Linked DNA regions of Ovis aries: region 1 is linked to region 2. Evidence: chromatin contacts called from public Hi-C data. All regions are on one chromosome and are shown on one strand. Each heading gives the region's core, a stretch centred on a gene start, on an enhancer-like site or on the middle of the called end of the contact. The rest is flanking DNA. Distances are from core to core; before and after follow the strand shown.

What was found. A called contact is a pair of places that touch in the nucleus more often than the background predicts.
Region 1: a contact with region 2 is called in a Hi-C map of hypothalamus, with 8 times the contacts expected there. The contact joins the enhancer-like site here to the promoter of CXCL12 in region 2. A contact is called at or near these places in 10 of 16 Hi-C or Micro-C datasets (hypothalamus, liver, mesenteric adipose tissue and 6 more).

Annotation. Positions count from the first base shown.
Region 1 is chr25:44,513,522-44,520,811 of ARS-UI_Ramb_v3.0, reverse strand. No RefSeq gene overlaps it. Among named protein-coding and RNA genes, the nearest start is that of ZNF32, 14 kb to the left of the region's middle. Within about 2 kb of position 4,126, at least 8 of the 54 cell types and tissues checked have an H3K27ac peak or open chromatin away from gene starts, as enhancers often do. A contact at or near this core is called in hypothalamus, where this site is marked.
Region 2 is chr25:43,889,733-43,897,211 of ARS-UI_Ramb_v3.0, reverse strand. It overlaps CXCL12 (C-X-C motif chemokine ligand 12), which reads right to left and starts at 4,783. Exons shown (of 4, transcript XM_027962332.2): 1 at 4,625-4,783; 2 at 528-645. The coding sequence starts at 4,685. It overlaps LOC132658636 (a long non-coding RNA gene), which reads left to right and starts at 4,829. Exons shown (of 2, transcript XR_009598522.1): 1 at 4,829-6,991.

The DNA of each region.
Region 1 (7,290 bases), core at 2,877-5,376, 620 kb before region 2:
CAAAGATGATCTACAGATGGCCCCTAAACACACAAAAAACGCACACATCACTAATTACAATCAAAACCACCTTGAGATGCTACTTCACATGCAATAGGATGGCCATTATGTATACATTTATGTCAAGTGTTTCGGTGAGGATGTGGCAAAACTGGAATCCTTGTGCGCTGTTGGTGGAAATGTAAAATGGCACTGCCGTTGTGGAAACGATATGGCACTCCTCGAAAAAGTCAACATAGAATTCTGCTTCTGGGTAAATACCTGGAAGAATCAAAGCATGGACTTGAACAGACATGTGGATACCAATGTTCACGGCAGCAGTATCCACAGCAGCCCAACATGGAAACAAGCCACACGCCCACCTGTGGGCGAATGGGTGAGCAAGACGTGTGCATACCTGAAACGGAACGTTATTCAGCCTGAAATAGGAAGGCGCTCTAACGTGTGCTACAGCACGGGTGAGCCTTGATGACTTTGAAGCTGGTCACAAAGGGACTAATATTATGTGATTCCGTTTATGTGAGGTACCTGGAGCAGTCAAATTCATAGAGACGAATTTGAACGGTGGTGCCAGCAGCTTCAGGGAGGGAAAAATGGGAAGTTCTGGTGTAATGGGAGCAGAGTTTGGTTTGGGATGGTGCAGAGGTTCTGGAGATGGGCAGTGCTGTTGGTTTCACAGCAGTGTGAGTGTTGATTCCATGCCACTGAGCTGTCTGTTTAAAAATGGTTAGTTTTCTCATGTATATTTAGCTGCAATAATACAGAGAGTAAGAAAAATTTCATTACCACTGTGTACATATTTGTCATCACGGAATTCGTGAAGGCAAAGGCAAGCCACAGCTTCTGTGATGCCTCTAAAGGGTGCAGCAGAGCCTAATGCAGGTCTTTAACGGCACACCCCAGCTTGTTCCAAAGGTCCTCAGAGGTGCCTGCAGCTAAACACAGTCACCGAACGCTTCCTCGGAGCCTGCGCTGAGAGTGGACCGTCTCCCAAGTGCTCGATGGGCGGTGTGATATTCATGTATTTATTTGGTTGTGCTGGGTCTAGTTGCGGCATGCAGGATCTTCTAGCGGCGGCCTGTGGGATCCAGTTCCCTGACCTGGGATCGAACCTTGGCACCCCCCACTGGGAGCTGGGACTCTCAACCACCTAACCATCGGAGAAGCCCCTCTGTGGGTGGTGACTTGGGCTGCCTCTTCTCAGCTTTAAGAGGCAGGTAATTACCCTCCTGAGGAAGCGGCTTAAATCAGGGGAGCCACGGTGATGAGCATGCCACAACCCCCAAGGCAGGAAGCGGAGCCGCAAAGCCTCTGCGGTGCAGCCCCAGGCTCATACCTCTGACCACCGGACACCCTGTTTCTCGCATATCCCCTTCCAGCTCCCTCTGCCACTCCGCAGGCATTTGCTGTCCTCTTTTCATGTAGGGAATCCCGTTCTGTTTTGAGGAAGTGAACACAGCGGGTCTGCGCCCCCAGCTCTTCTGAACCACTGCGGCCACAGGAGCTCGTGTGGGGCCACCTGGCACTTCTTCTGGAAGCAGACGGAAGGTCAAGCACTCTAACCTGCTTGTCTTCTTGGCAGACTTGTTCTTTCGTACAGCCTCTCTTGTTCCCAAATGTTCTTTCTTTTTTCAGGAAAAGATGTTTTGGAGATAAGAACAATGCAACAATAGAAGAATACTGAAAAAAAGAAGAAAAATTTGTTACTAATTCTGTCAAACAGAGAAAAGCATCATGAACATTTCTATTAAAGGCACAATGTGGTCATAGTGGTAAATAAAAATTGTCCATCCAATCAAATGGATATTATTAATGATAACATAACCACTGTTGAACATTTAAGATGCTTCATATTTGCAATTTAATGGGTGGTATTCTAAAGCCTACTCCCCCCCCCCCCCCCCCCTTCCCAATTAGGATAATTTTACACTCCTCTCTGGTTGCGGCAGCTTCGGTTGCTGCCCCTCCCTTCTGGAGGTCCCTTAGAGGTACTCCTGCCCACTTAGAGATTTTGGATCCGCCCAGTAAGTTGATCTCAGAGACTCCCTGTGGCCAGAAGTCACCTTGGAGCCCTTCCCTGCCTGGAAGTCTCTTCAGCTTATATGGCAGTGGATGGAAAAGGGGTAGCCACAGCAGACCCCAGAAGCAGCAGAGCACGTGTTGCCACACAGAGACACAAATCACCTCCTTGAGCAGCCTCTTGGTTCAGATTTGGTGCCCACAGTTGGCAAGTTGGTGTGCCCTCTGGACATCTTGTAGTCCGTAGGCACTGTGGAGGGTCCCAGAAGAGCTCGCTGAGCCCATGTGAGCGTCTGTCACACAGTGATTTCCAAGAATTAAGAACGATGTTACTTAGAAGACCGCTTAGCAAGTGTTTTATAAAGACAGATACGTTAGGAGTGGAAGCGCGGACGCCGGGCAGGCTCTGAGCCCTCTGCTCGCCGGGCGCCCTGACGACTGCAAAAGGGCCCGCTGTGGACCGCGACGCGTCTTTCCTGGAAGCTTCCAGCAGGGGGCAGGGCAGGCACGTTTAGGAAGCTCTTTCCTGACTGCGTCAGACTTTATTATTTTGGGCTCCAAAATCACTGCAGATGGTGACTGCAGCCATGAAATTAAAAGAGACTTACTCCTTGGAAGAAAAGTTATGACCAACCTAGATAGCATATTCAAAAGCAGAGACATTACTTTGCCGACTAAGGCCCATCTAGTCAAGGCTATGTTTTTCCTGTGGTCATGTATGGATTTGAGAGTTGGACTGTGAAGAAAGCTGAACGCCGAAGAATGGATGCTTTTGAGCTGTGGTGTTGGAGAAGACTCTTGCGACTCCCTTGGACTGCAAGGAGATCCAACCAGTCCATCCTAAAGGAGATCAGTCCTGGGTGTTCATTGGAAGAACTGAAGCTGAAACTCCAGTACTTTGGCCACCTAATGGGAAGAGTTGACTCATTGGAAAAGACCCTGATGCTGGGAGGGATTGGGGGCAGGAGGAGAAGAGAAAGACAGAGGATGAGATGGCTGGATGGCATCACCAACTCGACGGACATGGGTTTGGGTGAACTCTGAGCGTTGGTGATGGACAGGGAGGCCTGGTGTGATGCAGTTCATGGGGTCACAAAGAGTCGGACACGACTGAGCGACTGAGCTGAACTGAACTGAACTGAACTTCCTGACTGCACTGGGCTTTACACTGCAGAATCACTGAAAAGGTTTGGAACGCACTGTCTGTCTTTATGAACTGAAGTTTATTGACTTTCCAAGCAGAATCATTCCATCCCGAAGGAATTCTTTTAAAAAGCAACAGCATGTGTTAGGATCAAGCGGATCCAGCGGGACTTGCTTGCTCACCTTTCTTTGGACTTCCTCACGTGGATGTGACATCCAGAGCGCGGGTGGGGTCCGGCCTGGGGGAGACGGCTGGGGAGGTGGATTCCTCCTGATGCCGCCGCTTGAGGGTGCTGATTAAACAGACTCGCAGATCAGGGGGAAATGCCTTTGTAGTGGTCCACAGCTCCCAGTTAGACTTGGGCATGAAAGAAATGTAAGTATTTTCCATGATTCCAATCTAATTTCTTTCCATTTTATGCCTACTTAGTGATGGCTCAGCCATTTCAGGGTTGAAACTTGCAGGTGTTTTATATGTGAAGCGCCCTCGCCTCGCCCTTGGGTTGACTACAGCTGGGAGGAACAGGCCTGGCCACCGCTGCACACGTGGTAGCCTGGGGGCGGCTGCGAGGGAAGTGCTGATGGGTGAGCAGGTGGGGGCTCCTCCCTTCCTGTGTGGATCAGAATGGATTGAACACTGGCCTGTGCTTTCTGAGCCACAGGTGTTCTGCGGAATGCCCTGTGCGCAAATAAGGCGGTCTTCACAACATGTCTTCCCAGAGAAACCTCATATTCCTAGATAGAAGCTTCAACATGGAAGTTTAGTCAGGAGATGAGGAGATGAAAACTAGCTGTTAAAGCTGATCAAGGGCCTTGACACTCATGGTGGACATGGGCTTGGGTGAGCCACAACACTCAGCCCTCCGCACGCAGCATTTCCCTCCTGAGGCCCTGGAGAGTGCTCACGCTACATCCCCCACACCGGCCTCTGCCCACAAAGGACCCATTGTCTCTGCACTGAGTGCTGGTGCTGAGCTGCCCTGTGCAGCTGTCATAACACTGGAATCTGCTGGCTCTTCCTTGGACAGTTGAGTAACCAGATCTGGGTCTGTGTTTGCAGTTTCTGCTTGACCCCTACCCCTGGCCTGACAAGGGGCTCTCTGCATCCCAGGTCCTGTGAATTCCAGCTGACATGCACCTTAGGCTTCCCAAGCCTTCACTGTGCCCACACCTGTGTTGCTGTGGGAACTTTGACCTGGCTCACAACCTGCCTGGGAGTGCTGCAGATGTCCAGAGACTTGGGGGCAGGAGAAATAAATTGCCCCCTGTGTCTTCTTTCCCTGCTCCCCTAGAGTAAATGGCAAAGGTTTTGGTTTTAAATTTGGAATGGTGGACCCTATAGTCTTTGAAAATATCTCATTATCTGACCCTTTTCCCTTTTCATTTCGACACCTGGGATTTGTTGCTAAGTCCTGAAAGCCTGGAGCCGTGTTAGCAACTACCTTCTAGTGTTTCGTGCTTTTCCTATTACACTTTACACGAGCAGAGCCAGCTCTTTTCCTCTCACCTCCTGCTCTCACTCCAGCCTTTGGGTCAGGGGGTCGCACATCCTAATAGTGATGCTGTGCAAAAGGTGGCCATCGCACTGTCACATAGCTTCTATGGCACAGCCACATCTTGTTGCTGCGGAACAAAAAAGGAACAGAAAAACCAAGGCAGGAGGAGGCTGAGTGTTGGCCCAAGGTCAGTGAAAAAGGTAAGCTTCAAGTTCTTCTGGCTCTCTGCACCAAGTCTTTTCAGAATTAATAGAACCTCAGTGCTGTGTGGACTGGCTGTGGCTTAGAAGGACTGTCATGCAATATGCTCGAGTTGGCATCAGTCGAGGCTGATGGCTCTTCCTCTCTCTGTCTCTCCAGGGTCTCTGGAGGCAAGTTGATAGGATTCCCATTTACCTGAGAAGGACCTTCTGTAGAAGACCTTCATCGCAGGTGAATCCTTCAGACACTGAACGAGAACAGCAATGAGGTCTCTTCTTTCCTTTCTTCCTTTCCAGAAAGGAAAGGGAGCTGTGGAACAGAGATCTTTTTGCCATCTGTGTGACATCTTCTGGGACTCCTGTGAGTTAGTTGCTTCCCCTTCTGTATTTCCCAATCGCAGGGCCACTGCTTAAATTGAGCAAATGAGCATCGCAAAACTTGAAATGACTGCTGTTCTAATTCATGATCTGGGTGGGTCTGTTTATTACTATAATGAGTTTCCAGCAGATGGCAGGAAAGTGTCGTGAAGAGCAGGCGCCTTGTTCTCATTTGTGCGGCATCTCTGAATTATTACTGGATGTACCCTTGTTACATCTGAGCTGGTGCCATAGCAGAAAGATGGCCACCATGAGCAAGACCTGCACCTTGGTGCCCAGCTGAGGGAGCAGGGTGCCAGGGCCTCCCTTCCACCACAGCCAGATGGGGCCAGGGCAGTGAGGTCTGGTCCTCAGGATTGTCTTGGTGGCCACAAAGGCTCTTCAAGACACATGATTTAGTCCAGAGTTTCTCAAACTACGGCTGATGAGCCAGTCCTGCCACTGTTTGTTTTTGTTTGGCCAGAAAGACAAGGATGGTTTTTATATTTTTTAATGGTTGGAAGAAAAATAAAAAGAAAATGATATTTTGAGACACGAGAAAGCTATATAAATTCAAATTTTAGCATCCATGAATGAAGCTTTGTTGGCACACAGCCATGCTCATTTGTTTACATATGGACTCTAGCTGCTTCTGACCCACAACAGCAGCGCTGAGGAGTCGCGACAGATGCCACAGAACCTCAACTATTTCTCTCTGGCCCTTTACAGAAAAGTGTTGCCAACCCCTGGATTAGTCCTATGGGACTTGCATTGGCTCCAAGTTATCACTGTATTTTTGGGTGTGCATACCTAAGCAGACAGTGAGCCAGGGCCAGAATAGGGCAGGAGACCCAGAGGCTGCTGATGCATGGTGGGTTCTGGAGAACCTTGGGAGTTGGAGGTTATGGGTCCTATTCCAGGCCATAAATACCCAATCCAGAGGGAGCAATGTTTTTGGGGAAAGTGATTTCTCCTCAGCCCGAGGCCTGCCTGCAGTTGCTATAGCCCTAGTTGCAAAGATGGGTTTTTGTTTCAGTATCCCTGTCTGGCCATACACCAGCCATGACTCCTGGACCCAGCAGAAGACAGCCAGCCTTTCCAACTCCTTTGGTGACAGATTTGAGCATCTGCTGGTGTCTTGTGCATGCTAAGTTGCTTCAGTCACCTTTGACTATTTGTGGCCCCGTGGACAGTAGACCGCCAGGCTCCTCTGACCATGGAATTTTCCAGGCAAGAATACTGGAGCAGATTGCCATTTCCTTCTCCAGGGGGTCTTCTCGACCCAGGGATGTCTCCTGCATTGGCAGGCGGGTTCTTTACCTCTAGCGCCACTGTGTCTTAACCCTACATGAACTCTCAGGTGATTTCTAACAAAGTGTAAGGGAGAGCCTCCATGACCTTCTGGGTAATCAGGTGGAGTTGGATGTACACAAGAGGTAGCCATACTCTGAAAACCTAAACTTGAAGCCCTTGGGTTCTCTATAGAAACATCTTCAACAGACCAATTCAGTGAAAGTAATTTCCGCAACCCAGCAGTTGACTTCCTGGGCCACATTCTGTTCGAAATAGATATGCTTATAGGATCAAAGATGCACCATCTGTCATGAAGCCTGGTTGTCTTCACTTTCAAAAGATATCCAAATTTCTGTTTTGCAACATAAAAAGAGTTTGGGAATAGATGATAGTGATGGTTGCACAATAATATGAATGTTTTTATGCCACTGAACTGTACACTTAAAAGGTTAAGATGGTAAATTTTATATGTATTTTACCACAATAAAAAAATGTAAAACGGAAGTTCTAAATCCAACCACTTACTTCCTCCTCTGCTGCCACTTAGTACAAGACACTGCTACTTCATTCCTAAGGATTATTCTAAGAGCTTCTAAATAGATTCCCCTCCTTCACCCTTGCTGTATTATAGCCTCCTCTCAATGGAGCAACTGGAATGATCCTTTTAAAATGTCAGAGCACTCAAGGACCTCTTACGTTCAAAATCTGCAATTGCTCTCAGCTCCCTGAGAACAGAGGCTAAAGTCCATTCTGCATCCTGACGTCCTTCCACAGTCCGGCTC
Region 2 (7,479 bases), core at 3,534-6,033:
AACACCAGCAAAGCAAAACCCTTGTGTGTTGGGTTTCAGAAAATGCAGTTAAGTGAGCTGGTGATTTTGAGTTTCACCAAACAGTTTAATGATGGCTTCAGCTGCATTTGGGTCTTGTGATTTTGCGCTGTGTGATAAAGGATTAAATGAGGGCACCAAAACCCTGAAACCGGTAAAACTATTACTAGCAAGGGGCTGGTTAATTTACTGTACTTCAGCAGAAAGAAACTTTGGTGAAGTTCATGTTCCTCCGATCTAAGGGGCGCATCTGAATGTGCTCCCATCTCTTACATTAAAGGGAGGAAGCTTGGAAAGAGGAGGCAAAGGCCTGTGGGAGCATGGCACCAAGGCTTAGGGCACCAGGGTTAAGAGCAGCTTCTGAAACCCCTTCCCGGTGGTAATATCAGCTGCCGCTAATCATGCCAGGTTTGAGGCGGGGCACTCGGCGTATGTCATTTCTTAGCTCTAACACGTCTGCGGGTTGGGTGTCACTGTGCCCGTTTCTGGAGGATGACGTTGAGACTTACACGATCTGGAGGGCACAGTTTGGAGTGTTGAGGATCTTGAGGTGCTTGACGTTGGCTTTGGCGACATGGCTCTCAAAGAATCGGCAAGGGCATCTGTAGCTCAGGCTGACCGGTTTGGCTGAAAAGGGCAATGAGAACAAGGCAGCTTGTTATTTCCCTGCTGGGCCTTGGGGATACGAGGGTGACTGAGTCTACAGCCGCGGGATCAGGTGGTGGTTTGCTGGGAAGCGATGGGAGGAGTCACGGGTGCCCGTGGCAGAGACCTTCACCTTGGGCCACACAGGGAGCTCTGAGTGGGCTTGGGCTCAGCTTCAACAAGGCAAGAACCCAGAAGGACCTGAGGAAGCCAGACCCTAGGAGGGTAGGGAAGCTAACATGAGAAGCCTCCTGCTCCTGCATCTCAAGATAAAGGGCATGCATTACAGGAGAGGACTGCTTCAGTCCAAGGCACTGAGGTTCCCAGTGATTCTTTGCAAAATCAACTCCTCCAGGGCCTACTGAGAAAGACTTCCCCATTCAAGGAAAAGCAAGAGGGAAGAAGGAGCTCTAGGCTTGCTCCCTCCTCCTCCCCGAGAAGCTACTGCAGCGTCCCTGGGAATGCTGCCCTCCCCCACCTGCAGTCCTCTCTCCTCACTTTTACCTTAAGCTCAGGCAAACCACAAAAGAGTTCCCAACTGGCTTCCTCCCTGGGAATCCCCAGAGGGCAGGCAAGGGCCCACCTTCTCCCCCGCACTCCCAGGGCTGCAGCACAAGGATGCTCCAGCCTCCTGGGTTGGATTCCATCTTTGTTTGCCAATCCGCCAATTTGCAAAATGCCATAATTGACACTCATTAGTGTAAATCAGCAAAGGGCTCCTGCAGAACCCACAGCTCACCCTGTAAGTCTAGAACTGCCAGCCCGGGGGCAGGGGTGGGGGGTGGCGTGGGTGTGGGTGGCGGGTAGGGCTGGGGGGAGTGGATCCTAGGATTTGTGTGTGTGTGTCTGCATGCACATTCTCTGCAGATTTCACCCAAGCCCCACTTAATACCCCAGATTATTTGAACTTGTGGATCCTTTCATCAGGGATTAAATGTATGTCTGAGAATATTTAGTCCAGAGATTTTTTTTTAAAGTTTGCCTGTTTACAGAGCTCCCAGAAGCCTCCTGGTGGTTCTGAAGTTCCATGCTTTGGGGCAAGAGAGCTGGGGAAGCTTATGAGCAAGGGACTTTTTGGTTTTTTTTTCTTCTAAAGGCTGAATTTAGTTGAGAGAGGCCATGGCCACCAAGTCAAGGGGTAAGCAGACCACCTGGCCCTCCCAAAAAGCCTGGTTTCCAGGCGCTCAGTGACTGTGGCCCTTGGGAGCCCGGAGCAGCCTTCAGGTTCACACCTGGGCTGACTCCAGAAAGGCACTGCTAGGGCCGGGCTTTTAGCAAGGGCACCAGGTCCCTGCACAAGTCTTCTGTAACCAGAGCATCTGGGAAAGTGGCCCGGAGCTGGGGGCTGGGCTGCCTGAATAAAGGATGAGTCAAAGTCCCCCCACTGAGTGTCCTGTGACCAGGTCCCAGCTGAGCAGAACCAGGCCGTGGGTCCCAGTGGTGAGGCAGGACTGATCCCAGTCCCAGAGCATCAAGCTGGAAGGTGCACAGCGTGACGGCTGCCGGGGCGATGCTGTGGACGGTGCGGGCTGCTCCTCGCCCCTGTCCCCCAGACACGGCTTGGACTCCATTAACCAAGCAGTGAGATCAGGCCAGAAATCAGAGCCCATTCTGAGCTCAAAACACAAGCTTTCTCTTTTCTCCTCTCCCCTCTCCACCCCCCTGGGATTATCCATTTCCTTCAAAGGCAATTTTTCATTCTTGCTCCCAGGACCCAGTCGCCTGCCTATCAAGTGGAGACTTTCAACGGGTTTTTTAAAGTGACAGAGCCCCAAGCCTTCTCACCAAGAGAGCTAGGTGCTGTGTCCACCTGGCGACCTTCCTGCCAGCTTTTTACCAACATTACTAACTTTTCCAACTGTTTTGCATATGTACAGGCAAGAGGCCTGACTGCCTCAGATGTTACCCAGGCAGGAGTAGGGTGAACTTGGCTTCTGGTGAAGCTGGCATCTGGTGAACTGGGTTCTGCTCCGCAGCAATCCTTCCACACTAATGCAGAGACAGGAGCCCCCGAGTCAGCCCCTCCAACCAGGCCTGGGAATGGGGCCCAGCCTGGCTTTAACCCCTAGAAGCCCAGGGCATCCAGGGACCCAGCTTTGTGGCTGAGGTCAGCCGATGGAACGAGGGTAGGAGCCAGAGTCGGAGCCTAAACATGGGGACTCAGCGTGAGCACCCGGCCTCTCGGCGGCACCGAGTGCCTCCCGACCTGGGCATGCAAGGAGCGCATGGCCATGCTGACCTGGCCACTCAGCTGTCAAGAGGGCAACTCAGGTGGACAAGCAACCGACACCTCCCAGAGCTAGAAGGAGCCTGTGAACGAGGCCTCCACTCCTTCCGTGTTCCCCAGGGTCAGCTGAGCCCAGAACTCCAAGACCTGGGTCCCTGCATTCCAGTCATTTCTGCAGTTCCCTAGGGGAGGTGGCAGCGAGGAAGCACCATTTCCTCCTCCAGCAGCTGGATGGTTACACCTCCACTTTCGCCAAACCACTCAATTGTTAACACCCTCAAACCAGAGCGTTCCCCATGACCTGGGGCCAGGACTGTGTAAAGAAAAGGCTAGGTTACTTTTTCACCTTACAGAAAAAAAAAACAAACAAAAAAAACCAATCTAACTTCCCTTTGGGAACAGTCCCACTGTAGCTTTAACCAGCAACTTGCTACACTTTTAAGGAACACTTCCCAGGTAGTCAGTCACCAGCAATGGAGAAGGCAGCCTGTGGTCTTCTGTGGGAACCCAACTGACTGCTCCAGGGTCTGAGCCCCCAGACTGACCTCAGCTGCAGGGAGATCTCAGTGTTCTTCAACCCTCTCTGCAGGACTGGTTAGAAACTTCACAGCCAAGAACTCCCAGCAGGGCCTGACCGGGCTGACTTGGTTTTGTTTTGTGTGTTCAGAGGCAATGGTTTATTTTGGTTTGCAGCAGTGGTGTCCTGTAACAGGACAGTGAGTTTTCTCTTAAGCCTCAAAAGGGAAAAAACGCTCTCTCCCTCTCACAGTGAAATGGGACACCACCTTTCCCCGTGGCCTAAGGCGCTGGCGATTGAATTTTGCAGCAGCGCTCAGCTCGCTTCGAGGTAGAGAGCTCAGCCGGCTGGTGACAAAGCCGCCTGTCTGCAGGTGTGCTTAGGGGACTGGGTAGGAGCATGCATGACCCGAATGGCGCCTGGGTCTCTCTTGGGTAACCCCAGGAAGAAGCAGGGAAGGCACTGGCTGGGTGCGCGTCCAGCTTCGCCGCGTGTCTGCGGACCGCACTACGGGTATGGAAGCGCAGCCAGGCGTTTGGCTCAAACTCGACAGCTGCTCGGAACGAGACGCCCGCGGAGCCCCACTTAGGTGGGTGCAGAAAGAGGGTAGGCCTCGCGTGAATGGGACACCTCGCAGCTTACAGGATCGCATCGCCACCACAAACAAGTCGCGGTGCCAGACAGCGCTTGGCAAAGCGCTCTCTCCAACACGACCCGCAGATCGCATGTCCAGTGCGATGCGATGCGGGGCCTCGGAGCCCATTCGCCTCCGGAAACTCAGCTGCGCTCGGGAAGGCGCTAATCTGGGAGGTGGGTGGTCAAGGGCCAGGGACCCGCGGCTCCCGGTTCAGCTCCACACCTCTGCGCCCTTGCTCGCCGACTCCGACAGCGCCCAGGGCGCGCTCGCACCCAACTATCCTGCGCGAACTCGCTGTGCAGCCCGCCCGAGGTCGGGCGGCTGCTCCCGGGTCCCGGAACCCAGCCCTGTCGCGGGGAGCAAAGCCTCGGAGCGGGGGGCGCTTGGGGAACGGGGGGACTTCGAACGCCGTACGCCGAGGGAGTGCGCCCTGCGAGGTGGGCTGCCTCAACCTCCGGGGTGCACAGCGGCGCGGGCTGGGCTCGCTCGGGACAGCTCGGGCCGGGGCGTCAGAGCCGGGGCCCCTCCCCGAGCCCGGAGCCCGGCGCCTGCCCACGCCTCGGTGGCGGGGCGCACTCACCGTCGCTGAGGCACAGCGCAGTCAGCACGAGGGCCAGCACGACGCAGACCTTGGCATCCATGGCACTGGCCGGCGGCGGACGGACGGAGGCCGGACGCGGCGGGGAGGCGGCGGCGGAGAGTGAAAGTGCGGCAGCGGGAGGCGCGCGCCCGGCGCTTTAGAGGCGAGAGCGGGGCGGGGCGGGCGCGCGGCGAGGGGCGGGCCTGGAGCTGAGTCCCGGCGGCGGCAGGGGGCTTGGACCGGAGTCCCCTCCCAGCCGGCCGCTCCCCCTGTCCCCTCCCTTCCCACCCCTGCCCCAGCGCTGGATGCTCCCGGGACTGCGGAGAGCTCCAGTTTTTGACCTCTCGGTTGCGCTGGGTCCTGCTTTGGAAATCTGACCTGCACAGAGGAAGCCAGTGCCCAGGGAGGGTTGGAGACAGGGCTGGTAACTGTTCCCAGTATGCAGATGGAGAGATTGAGTCCCAGAGGCTGGAACTGAGTGAGAGCCGAGGGAAAACAAACAGCTCGGCCCTAGAGGGAAGGGCCAGCTAGGCCAGTGGCGGCCTGAGTAGGCTAATAGCGTCCTATCTGGGGAGTGTAGGACCTGGAAGTGACCACCGGCCTCGGCTTGCTGCACTGCGGCCGGGTAAACTGGAACCAAGGGAACCAAACTGGTCTTTGCATCAGAGCTTCTCTTATTCCAAGCCGAAGCTATCGCTTATGTCTTAGCCGAGTCTCAGTTTCCTAAAGCATGAAGTTGAAGCTTTAAAATAGAATACTGTGTCAAAAGGAAGCAATGCCAGTTCGCCCCAGAGGCTTTTAGTAACCATGCATTTATTCAGCCCTTTGCACCTGCTCTTCAACTGAGAAATGGGTTAGTTTCCACCCTGCGAAGGGGAACTGTGGGAATTGACTTGAGACCACCGCGCAGTGCTCAGCATTCAGCCTGACACATAGTCAGCACTCAAGAAATGTAATCCAGAAATAACTGTTCGCACTTCTGTATTTTCTCCCTCTTCCCGTCGGATGTTCTTACCACCTGAAACGATGAGAGAACTCTCCTCTCCTCCCCACATCCAGGACGGTGCTCCTGGGGTGGTTCTTTCTGGTTTAGAGACTATACCAATAGGGTCGTCCCTCGGCGGTGTCCAGCCCCGCAGCAGGCTGCTGCGCCCCAGCGTGGACACATGAGAAGGTCCCGAAGTGGACAGGGGTCCAAGCAGGCGGTCTGCAAGGCGCGGGGGTGAGAAAAGCGCCCTTTTGATCCTCTCTAGTGATCACACGCCTCCCCGGCCAGCTCCGTCTGCTCTTTCCCTTGTAACCTGACAGCGGAGTGGACTCTGTCCCGGCGTCCATCCAAGGGGCGCTTGCTCGGTGGGGACAAGTCTCTGGAGCCCCGAATCTCGGGCCTTGGGGGAGTGGGCGGGGCCTGCCGGCCCTGGGCTCAATTGCTCGGACTGGGGGCCAAGGGAAGGAGAAATCAGCAAGAAACAGCGAGAGCTCCAGGAGTCCCGTCGTGGGGATGGGTGTCTTTTGTTCTGTTTTTTCCTAACTACTGTCGCGCCCTGTTTGCTGCCCCGTGAATCCGTGTTCATTCATTCACTCGCTCGCTCCCGGACGAGCTCACTTCTGGGTACTGGGCGTTGAGCCAGGACTCTCACTGATTTTGGTCTCTGCCCTTAAAGAATTACCAGTCCAACGGATAATACCGTCCTCGGGCAACCCCCGGCCGGCCATCGCCTCCTCTCGGGAAAGCTGGAGCGGATCATCTCCAAGTTCCCGAGCCCAGCCGACTGCGGACAAGCCAGAGCGCAGCGGCCGGGCTTGGGCGCCCTCTGGTGACGATGACTCTCGTTTCCCCTCTACCCCTGCCCCACGCCCCTGGTGCCCGAGTGGACCCGGCGCCAGATCCCTGAGCAGACTGCTGAAGCTACAAGGCTCAGTCTTAATCGGACGGCGGGGGCCTAGGGGCCCATCATGGGACCTAGAGCCCGGCGAGAGATGCGCGGGTAGAGTTTTACCTGCAACACTGGCCAAAGCCAATGTAAAAGCCTCTTGCTTGTTTCCTTTTTGTCACAAAATCGATAGCTGCTCCCAGAGTTTAAGGGAGTCACTGGGAGGGATCCGCGGGGACTGGTGGGAAACTAGGGCCTTCTGCTTGGCCGCTTCCCGCTATCCCAGAACAGGCATCAGTGTGGACAGACATCACTGACCCTTCACTTCCTCTAGATTCATTACAGTTCTTCCTGAGCACCTGTTATGTTCCAGACATGAATAAGTGCTTGAAATATGTTAGTAAAGCAAGTACAAACAAACGAAACAACCCAAACCCCTGCCCTCCTGGAGCTTACATCCTGGGAGGTGGGGGGAAGAAAATGGGCGCTTCAGGTAAGTAACTGCGCGCATCATCTATAGAAAATCATCAAGGGAAAGAGTGAACCAGAAGGAAGGGGAGTGATTGGACTTTTAAGTAGGGAAGCCAAGGGTCTGTAAAACGTCCAGTTTATAAGCTGGCAAGCTATTTAAATTTAAACCTCTGTGCAAGTCAACACTCTGGGGACCAGGGACGTCAGACTGTCTGCCCTTTTAACCTGGGCTCTGTGCTTTGTCCCAGGGAAGCCTCCCAAAGTCAAGGCAGCAGGGCACACCACCCTTTCTCTGTCCTTTGCTTATGACACCATCTCTGCATAAAAGGCTCCACCTTCTTTCTCTGCCGGGAAACTCGGTTTCCTATCAAGGCCCAAAGCAATGCCGCCTTCCCTGTGAGACCTCACGCACACTCAGCACTCAGAACTCAGCTCCTCAAGGACACCCCAGTCAAGAGGAGTTCAAGGTTAGAAGGAGCCAGGGGTCTGGCTGCTGAGTTAACAGACAGA